Regions from separate parts of the Mus musculus genome. Here region 2 is linked to region 1. The links are chromatin contacts, called in public HiChIP or PLAC-seq maps. All regions are on one chromosome and are shown on one strand. Each heading gives the region's core, a stretch centred on a gene start, on an enhancer-like site or on the middle of the called end of the contact. The rest is flanking DNA. Distances are from core to core; before and after follow the strand shown. Region 1 overlaps Ryr1 (ryanodine receptor 1, skeletal muscle). Region 2 holds the start of Ppp1r14a (protein phosphatase 1, regulatory inhibitor subunit 14A).

Region 1 (4,597 bases), core at 1,460-3,959:
TGGCCTGGAACAGAGACCAGGTTGGCCTCAAGCTTATGGTAGGTCTCTGGTACCTGGGATTTTTTTTTTGTTGTTGTTGCTGTTGTTTTGGGGGGGTTGTTTTTTGTTTGTTTGTTTTTCGAGACAGGGTTTCTCTGTGTAGCCCCAGCTGACCTGGAACTCACTCTGTAGACCAGGCTGGCCTCAAACTCAGAGAACCACTTGCCTCTGCCTCCTGAGTGCTGAAATTAAAGGCGTGCGCCACCACTGCCCAGCTGTGGTGCCTTGTTTCAACTCCTCCATTTTTCAGATGGAGAAACCAAAGCTCAGAGAGACCACCTGTCTCAGGTCTCACAGTAAGGAGGGGCTAAGCCAGGGAGCTAACCATCGAGCTAGCCAGCCTCTAGGGACTATGCACCCCTCCCCCCCACCCCCCAGCCAGCACTGACCCTGAATGATAGCCAGCAGAATGACGATAACGAAGAAGAAAAAGGTGATGTCGAAGACGACCCGGTAAAGTTCATATTCATCGCCGGCCGGGTCCTCGATCTCGTCCCCGATCCCTCCACCGGCCCGGACGCCCACATACATGTGGAACAGGTAGCACTGGGGAGAAGGGGCAGGCCGCCCAGTTAACAGCCACAGCACCTACCGGAAGCCTGGACTAGGTGGGCCTGGAGACAGAGCAGTGGCAGAGAACCCTGGGCCTTGCCTCTCACAGCTGGGTAGTGTCATGGCTGTCACAGGAAGGCATGGGCTCGCGATTGTTCAGATCATCATCTGACAGGATCTAGACTCAACTAGAAGACACACTTCTGGACACGTCCATGAGGAAGTTTCTAGATCGGGTTATTGAGACAGGAAGACCTAGCCTGAATGTGGCCCCAGTGTGGGTTTGGAGTCCCAGAATGAATTAAAAAAAAAAAAAAAGCAAGTTTCTAAAATAATGACTATGAGACTTAATTATTCATGAATAAATGCCTAGGCCATACACTTGGGCTTCTTCCCTGACTAGCTCATAACTTACTTAACACATTTATTCTATTCTGAGTACCACATGGCTAGCTACCTCTCCTTGGCTTCAGGTGTCTGTCTCCTCAGAGTTCCAGGAGAATCTCTTCCTGTGCCTGATGCTATCCCACAGTTCCTCTCTCCCTGCTGGAACTCCCACCTCCTACTTCCTGCCTCAGCTTGTAGGTCATTGGCTTTTGATTGACAGATGTTTCCACACAGTACACAAGAGATTCTCCCTACAAAGGCATTCTTCTCGAACGGCTTTCTGACTGGGGATTACAGTGACCAGCCACCTTGTGCTCTTGCCGCCACGGTGGACTGTATTCTCAAAGTAGGGTCAGAACAATCCCTCTTCCCAAGTTGCCTTTGCTGGTCACATTGGGTAGAAATGTGACTAATGCAAGGGTCGGAGCTGGAGGTGAACCCCAGTTGTATCCAGATGGGGTGCTCATCTGGTATGCATGAGGCCCTGGACATGATCCCCAGCATCACCTAAAACAGGATGGTGTCACATGGCTGGCATCTCAGGGAGAGGCTGGAGGATCACAAGTTCAAGGGCAACCTTGACTATGTTGAGAATTGGAAGGACCAGAAAGTTAGTGTGAGGTGACGGGGAGAGAGGGATCAGGGAGGAACACTGTCATTACTAGGAGCTGAAGAAAGTGCAAGAACTCTTACAAGCTCCAGGATGCATGCCTAGCCTCAGAGCTGAGACCAGAATGGCTTCATGCGGGAGGGGGAAGAGTCTCCAAGCTGGAACCCGAAGGAGGTGTTACCAGAATGGGTGATGGGTGATGGGAGAGAATGTTCCAGGTACTCAAAACCACATGGTACACCACCAATGGGGAAGAGAGGATTCGCTGGGAGAGGCCTGGGTGTGTATCAAGGCCCTGGGCTCCAACCTAATCACACATGGACCAAAGTTTATTTTATTTTATTTTGAGAGGTAGGAGACTAGATAGTTGGATCAGCTCCTCTACCAAAGGACCCAGGTTCAATTCCCAGACACACCATGTGGCCATGTGGTTGTAACTGTCTGTAACTCAGACATACATGTAAGCAAAAACCATATATGGAGAGAGAGAGAGAGAGAGAGAGAGAGAGAGAGAGAGAGAGAGAGAGAGAAACTGCTTTTTGCTTTCATGAGGAACTGAAATAAGTTTGGTGGGGCTGAAGAAAGAAGCTACTATGAACAAAGACAAGGAGGGAGATGAAGAAGTGACCGATTATGTTGATGCCCGGGCCCAAGTATTGGTAGGCAGCATTTAATTTGGAAAGTAAGATGTCAGGCGAAGGGGTGTGGCTGTTAGGCTTGGTACAGGGCAGAGAAAGGTCAATGCAGAAGAGCAGAAGTGGAAGGAAACATGTGGTCCTAGAGGAACTGAAAAAGGACCAGGAAGCCAAAAATTAGAAGCAATAAGGACTGTGGTTAGACTCAGGTAGGGCCAGATCTCTGATTTTTCGTTTTGTTGTGTCTTTTTTTGTTGGCAGGGGGTGAGGGGTTAGTTCTGAGCCAGGGTTTCTCTGTGTAGCCCTGGCTGTCCTGGAACTCAGAGATCCATCTGCCTTCCTCTGCCTTCCCAAGTGCTGAGATTAAAGATGTGGACCACCACCATCCCACATCTTCCTTTTGGGCCTTCCTGCGGTAGCTCTGGGAAGTCCCAGGTGGCCAGGCCAGAGGGAGTAGGCGAGTTGTTTGCTCTGAGTCATCCCACTCAGGGAGTACAGAAAGTTGCCTTTCCAACAGCAATGCCCACAGCTGCTGTGGATGATCCTGCGAGCCTCAGCTCCATGGCCCAGCTACAGCCATGCCACCAACGATCTGAAGGCACTTTTGTCTTGTTTTGAGATAAGGTCTTGCTGTGTAGCCCTGGCTGGTGAGGAACTCACAGAGATCCACGTGCCTCTGACACCCCAGTTCTGGGTTAAATGCATGAGCCACCACACCCACACCCAGCTTCTTTTTTTTTTTTCCTCTTCATTTTCTTAAGTAGTAATTGATGGGGGAAGGGCTCAGTCCATTGTGGATGGGGCCACTTCTGGGCTGGAGGTCCTGGGTTCTATGAGAGAGCAGGCTGAGAAAGCCACGAGGAGCAAGCCAGTAAGCAGCACCCTTCCATGGCCTCTGCATCAGCTCCTTCCTCCATGTTCCAGCCCTGCTTGAGTTGCGACCCTTACTGCTTTGGGGGATAAACTGTTGGATGGAACTGTGAAACAAACCTGTTCCTGCTTAAGCTGCTCTTGGCCAGTTGTTTCACCACAGCAACAGTAACTCTAATGAAGCTATTTAGTAACTTGCGAACGGGCATGGGGGAAGGGCTCACCGTCATCATGTCATCACACTTCATGTCAGGCTCGTCCTCATCTTCGCTCTTGTTGTAGAATTTGCGGAAGAAGTTGAAGGCCACCACTGTATACAAGTAGACCACTACGGCCAGGAGCCCTACGGTCATCACCAGCTGGGGACAGGTGAGCACTCGTCAGCTCTAGGTCCTTCTAGATAGGGCCCTCAATTCTCTGACCCTTTGGATTCTGGAGCCTCTTCCACGCTCCATTCTGCCCTCTCCCAGAATGCCCTAGGCCTGTTGTGGTGGTGCATGCCTTTAATCCCAACAGTCGGGAGGAAGAGGCAAGCAGATCTCTGAGTTCAAGGCCAGCCTGGTCTAAACAGTGAGTTCCAGAACACTCAGGGCTACATAGACTGGAGCGTCTGAAATAACCTCCCCACAACGCACAAGAACAAACCAAAGAATGTTCTAATCTTGGCTCAGACCTTTTCAGATTACCACGCCTCTCCCCTCTCGGGAAGCCCCTCCCCTCCCACCACTCTAAGACACCTCTTTACCCCCGCCCCTCAAAGATGACTCCGCCCTCACTTCCTTGTTCCCACAAACACAGCTATCATGCCCACTTCCCCAGTATCTCTTGATCACCACCCCTCTCCCTCTGCCACTCCCACACCTCCACGCAGGCCCCTGCCAGGTCCTCTCCACACCTGCTTTCCATTGTGAGTGACAGATGAAAGGATGGTGCGGAGCGTCTTGACTCCCATGGCGATGTCCAGGAGGTGGGCAGCAAAGAAGAAGTTATTGTAGTGCCCCAGGAGGGACATCACCATGTACCAGCCCAGATACAGGAAAGACTGAATATAAACGGGTCAGAGTCAGGAAACATGCGAAGATGCCTCAGAGCAAGGGCAGACGCAGTCTCTGCCTAGGGGAGTATCTATCTGCTCCAGAGCAGAAGAGGACCAGGGAGCAGATCAGCTACAGGAGACCCACAACAATGGGAAGGACGTTCCGAGGACAGGGGACACAGGCTTAGGAATCTTTCTGGGGTCAGGGAGTCCTGGGCACATTCCCACCCTAGGGGCTTTGCACGAGCTATTCCCTCATTCAGACTCCTTCCTTTCCTGGGGCAACCTTCTCCATCCATAGCCCCCCTTACGTTGTCTGTGAAGATGACTCCAAACTTCCAGATCTGGTATTTGACATCGATAGACATGATCCTGAGGGAACAGGAAGGGAGACAGCCAGATGCCTGGGCGTCAAGGCACTAGCCATGTCCCCTGGCCCATCTCCGGCATAGGTGTCCCCCTCACCAT
Region 2 (4,401 bases), core at 21-2,520, 280 kb after region 1:
AGCCTCTTTACCAAGGGAGCCATCTCGCTCACCCAGGCTGTTGTCTGTCTGTCTATCTATCTATCTATCATTATCTATCTATCTGGGCAGGGTCCACAGCTCAGCTTGTCCTGGACTCTGAAGCTCACTCTGTAGCCTACCCTCACCTTGAATTCCTGAATCTCCCGCCTCCGCCTCCTAAGCACCCAAGTCACATGCTGTTGACACACTCAGTAAACAATGTGTACTGGGAGTGTTGGTATTCTGTCTGGACTCCACCCCCACAGTTACCTGGCAGCAGCCAGGTATGCTCCTCCCCATAGTTACCTGGCAACAGCCAGGTAGACCTGGCCCATTATAAAAGGGGCTGCTTGGCCCCTCCTCCCTTTCTTTCTCTCCTACTCTTGCCTCTCTTCCCTCTTGCCTCCTTGTTCCCCCTCTCTCCCCATTCCTTTACCCCCTCTCTCCACGTGGCCATGGCCGGCCTCTACTTCTCTACTCTCTCCTTCTCTCTGCCTTTCTCTGCCTCTTAACTCTCTTCCCCATGCCCTGAATAAACTCTATTCCATGGTATACCGTCAGTGTGGCTGGTCTCTCAGGGGGAAGGGATGCCTTGGCATGGGCCCGCCGAGACATCCCCTTCCTCACACCCCCCAGAACATGTTCTTGTACAGCTTTATCTCTTTTTATGATCGCAACAGGAACAAGTGAATAAATGGAAATAAGTGGATGGAAAAGTGCGTGAATGAGCGGGGTAAACTAAAAGATGATTCAAGCACTGGCTTAACACTCCTGGGGTCCGTTTCCGATCACCTTCTGGGAGCAGGGGTGAGAAAGAAAAAGTTGAGTGTGGTGGCTCAGGTCTGGAATCGCATCACTTAGAAGGTGGAGACAGGAGGTTTAGGAGTTTAAGGCCAGACTAATAGGTCCCTCTTAAAAAGAGAAACTTCAGTGGGATCCCCCTCCCGTACAGCTAGGCCTGGCGCCCTTGCAACACCCTTCGCTGCCGCCAGAGGGAGCACAGGACGGACCCTAGAGCGTGTCCTGGGACCCCGCCCGGAGATGCCTGCCCTGGGGCACTCTAAGATGGGCACCCCGCCCCCACCCATCTGAACCCCCGCAGGACCCCGGGCTTGAAGGCTGCACATTAGCCAGCTTGCCTCTGCAGGAAGGGAAACTGAGGCCCGGCGATCGGGGAGGGGCGGGTCCCAGAGCACGAGCCCCCGCCCCCGGTGGCCCCGCCCCGGCCATTAAGATCCCGGAGCGCGAGGCAGGGCGCAAAGTAGGGGCAGCGGGTGACGGTACGATGGCTGCGCAGCGGCTGGGCAAGCGCGTGCTGAGCAAGCTGCAGTCCCCGTCGCGGGCCCGCGGCCCGGGGGGCAGCCCCAGCGGGCTGCAGAAGCGGCACGCGCGAGTCACGGTCAAGTACGACCGACGGGAGCTGCAGCGACGGCTGGACGTGGAGAAGTGGATCGACGGATGCTTGGAGGAGCTGTACCGCGGCAGGGTGAGACTCAGAGGGGCCGGGGCTGAGGGACGGAGGTAGCCTAAGACCCTGCAACCCTGCGACCTCGGTGACCCTAGTACTTGCTCGCTGGTGCACCGACTGCGGCCTTTGCTAGGATTCATGGCCCGAGGCGCTGGTCTCGGTGCTTAGAGGCATCCAGCTCGCGGACACTCAGACATGCACCCAGGATCCCCAGACATGTGTGCGTCCAATCAACCCAGACAACTGGGAAGGGCTGGGGATGAGATGGGGGGTGGCGGGCAGAGCCAACATATTGAGAGAACGGATAGGGACAGGGGATGTCCTTAAGCCAAACATAGACATGGGTGACAAGGGAGATAGGACAGCAGAGACTCTCAGCAGAGGAAACAACAATTTTCACAGATGACGGAAGTCACAGCCACTCAGACATAGCACCAAAGTGAGCCACACACAAACTCACAGGAACACAAGTGGATTAAGTTAAGGGACAACATGGCCTGCCATGGAATACTGACATGCACGCACAACACAACCCCCCTGGGCGCCAAGTGAAGAGATACAGCTGGGCACAGATACACATCAGTTCCAGCTGGGGTGCTCCAAGCTCCAATAGCTATCCAGGGACACAGAGTGACTCAAGTTACATGGGCCATTATCTGCTGCCAAAAAAGAAAAGTATGGCTGTCTACAAACAGAGTGGCAGATGTTAAAGTTCTGTGTGCATGTGCACGCGCGCACGCACGCATGCACACACACACACACACACACACACACGTCTGTGGAAATTACACACGGAACTGGTAAAAGTGTCCCAGGAACACAGAACACTAGAAACCAAGGTAGGCAGGGCCGCTAACGCTTGTGACCTCAGCACTTGAGAGGTGAAGGCTGGAGGGTTAGGGGTTCAAGGACGACCTTGGATAAGGAGACCCTGTCTGAAAAGTCTAAAACAAACCTGGCATGGTGCACCTCACACCTTTTAGACTCAGCATTGAGGAGGCAGAGGCAGAGAGATCTCTGTGAGTTCGAGGCCAGCCAGTTCTACAGAGTGGGTTCCAAGTCATCCAGGGATACACAGAAAGACCCTATCTTAAAAAAAAGAAAAAGAAAAAAAAAGATAAATAAAGATAGTCCCTACAGCTTGCCATGTCTGACCTGGGACAGCCACACTAGAGAGGCAGCCACACTGGCTACACTCTCTCAAGGCAAGTAGGCCCCTCAGTCTCGGGCCCAGCACACTTAGATGCCAGAGATCCCTTCTCCCACACAGGACAGCACCCTCATTGCCCAGCTGGGCAGCAGAGCTGGCAAAGTAGAAGCTTAGGTCCAGTGGTCTCTGGCCCAGGACAGCTGGATCTTGTCCACAACATGTTCAGATATCCTTTGTATCACCACCACGAGGCCTTAGCCTCCCCTCAGAGATGATTCCTGTTAGCCGGCCATGGTGGGCCTAGGTGGTCACTTCTCTGACTGAGCAGCCTGTGATGTGGCCCAGGGAGGTCTGGCTGGCCATAAGCCCCAAAACCCTTCTTGTCCCCAGGGGAAGGGGCCCGCCCCAGCAGTCTCCCCTCCCCCACACCACTGCTAAGACTTTCCCTTGAAAGGGCAGAAGCCAATCCCTCCCCAAATCCTAGAATCTGACATTCCCAGACTCGACTGGGCCTGCTTTGCTGAGTAGGGACTGCAGCCAAGGAGAGAGCCCTGTGCCAGCCCCAAGGCCCCCGGGGCTGAACCAAGGGTGCAGGCATCGATTGATCGGGCTGGTACCAAGGCCTGGGCCTCCTTCCACCCATCTGTCACCCCCCTCACCCCCACACCCCACCCAGATGTCTGACTCGGTGGTGCTGTCCCTGCCTGCCACATCATCTATCGCTGCAGGCCCGGCCAGCTGGGCCTGGGGTTGGTGAAGTGCCTCCAGAGCCCTTGACAAAAGGCTGTGGAGTGGGTACAGGGAGACATGGACTCTGACCAGTCCACTCTCCCTGGCCGTAGGAGTCAGACATGCCGGACGAGGTCAACATCGATGAGCTATTGGAATTGGACAGTGAAGAGGAAAGATGCCGGAAAATCCAGGTAGGTGGAGAGAAAGGAGAGAGTCGTCCCTCCCCCAGTCCAACAAATCACAGAGCCCTAAACAGGACAAGCCAAGTTGACATGTTTATTAAACACTTGCTAAGCCAGACACTAAATCCTCCACAAAACGCTATAAAACATTTACCACCGAAAGGAAAATGAGACTCAGCAGGGCTGAAGTGTTTGCTCAGGGTCACACAGCTTGTCCAAAGCTAGGAGCCCAACCCAGGCTGCCCCTGTCCTGTCCTTCCCCGCTGACCTGACCACAGAGGCTTGGCCTTCTAGCCTTCTGGAGCTGGTCACTCTGAGCTCCTGCTTGAAGCCACTTGGGCGGATCAAGAAGTCTTGTTCCCTTGGGAAAGGGAAGGGCCTCTGAGGGAATAGGTGTCATCTATTTACTGGTTTTTGTTTGTTTGTTTGTCTTGGCTTTTGTTTTGTTTTGCTCTCCCCCATCCCCCAGGGACTTCTGGAGGCTTGTGCAAATCCCACAGAGGTGAGTTTCTGTCTTTCCCAGAGGGAGTGGACCCCTCACCTCACTGGGGGAGGGGGAGGGGAAGGCTGGCCATAGCCAGGATGGATGGGGACAGTCCTGCTCTTTGTCATCCTTGTCTCCTCCTCCTCCTCCTCCTCCTCCTCCCCCTCCCCCTCCTCCTCCTCCTCCTCCTCCCCCCTCTCTTTCCCATCTGTCACTGGGATCCACAGGCTGCTGCCTCAGAGCCCATCCCCCACGGGGCTCCTGTTTCTGCCCATATGGTGCCTGTCCCTTGCTGGCTGGCTGGGGGTTGGGGGGGGGGCTCCCCGTGACTGTCCATACCGTCCTGGGGTTCCCTGTATACCTCTGGAGGGCCCCCATCCTGCAG

The links. HiChIP or PLAC-seq counts read pairs in DNA pulled down with a chosen protein or histone mark.
Region 2: a FOXA1 HiChIP or PLAC-seq map of pancreatic cancer cells shows a contact between it and region 1. The contact joins the promoter of Ppp1r14a here to the enhancer-like site in region 1. A contact is called at or near these places in 6 of 39 promoter capture datasets (the 3T3-L1 cell line, 3T3-L1-derived adipocytes, cranial neural crest and 2 more), 4 of 115 datasets of contacts at active chromatin or transcription factors (embryonic midbrain, embryonic stem cells, pancreatic cancer cells and 1 more) and 1 of 9 other capture datasets (embryonic stem cells).

What each region holds. Positions count from the first base shown.
Region 1 is chr7:29,005,067-29,009,663 of GRCm38.p6, forward strand. Ryr1 (ryanodine receptor 1, skeletal muscle) reads right to left here. Exons shown (of 106, transcript NM_009109.2): 98 at 4,595-4,597; 99 at 4,441-4,501; 100 at 3,989-4,135; 101 at 3,318-3,452; 102 at 429-585. Among named protein-coding and RNA genes, the nearest start is that of Gm38979, 22 kb to the right of the region's middle. Within about 2 kb of position 2,710, at least 92 of the 459 cell types and tissues checked have an H3K27ac peak or open chromatin away from gene starts, as enhancers often do. A contact at or near this core is called in pancreatic cancer cells, where this site is marked.
Region 2 is chr7:29,288,050-29,292,450 of GRCm38.p6, forward strand. It overlaps Ppp1r14a (protein phosphatase 1, regulatory inhibitor subunit 14A), which reads left to right and starts at 1,271. Exons shown (of 4, transcript NM_026731.3): 1 at 1,271-1,486; 2 at 3,461-3,541; 3 at 4,002-4,034. The coding sequence starts at 1,286. Gm45977 (a long non-coding RNA gene) reads right to left here and starts at 250. Exons shown (of 4, transcript XR_003946629.1): 1 at 147-250.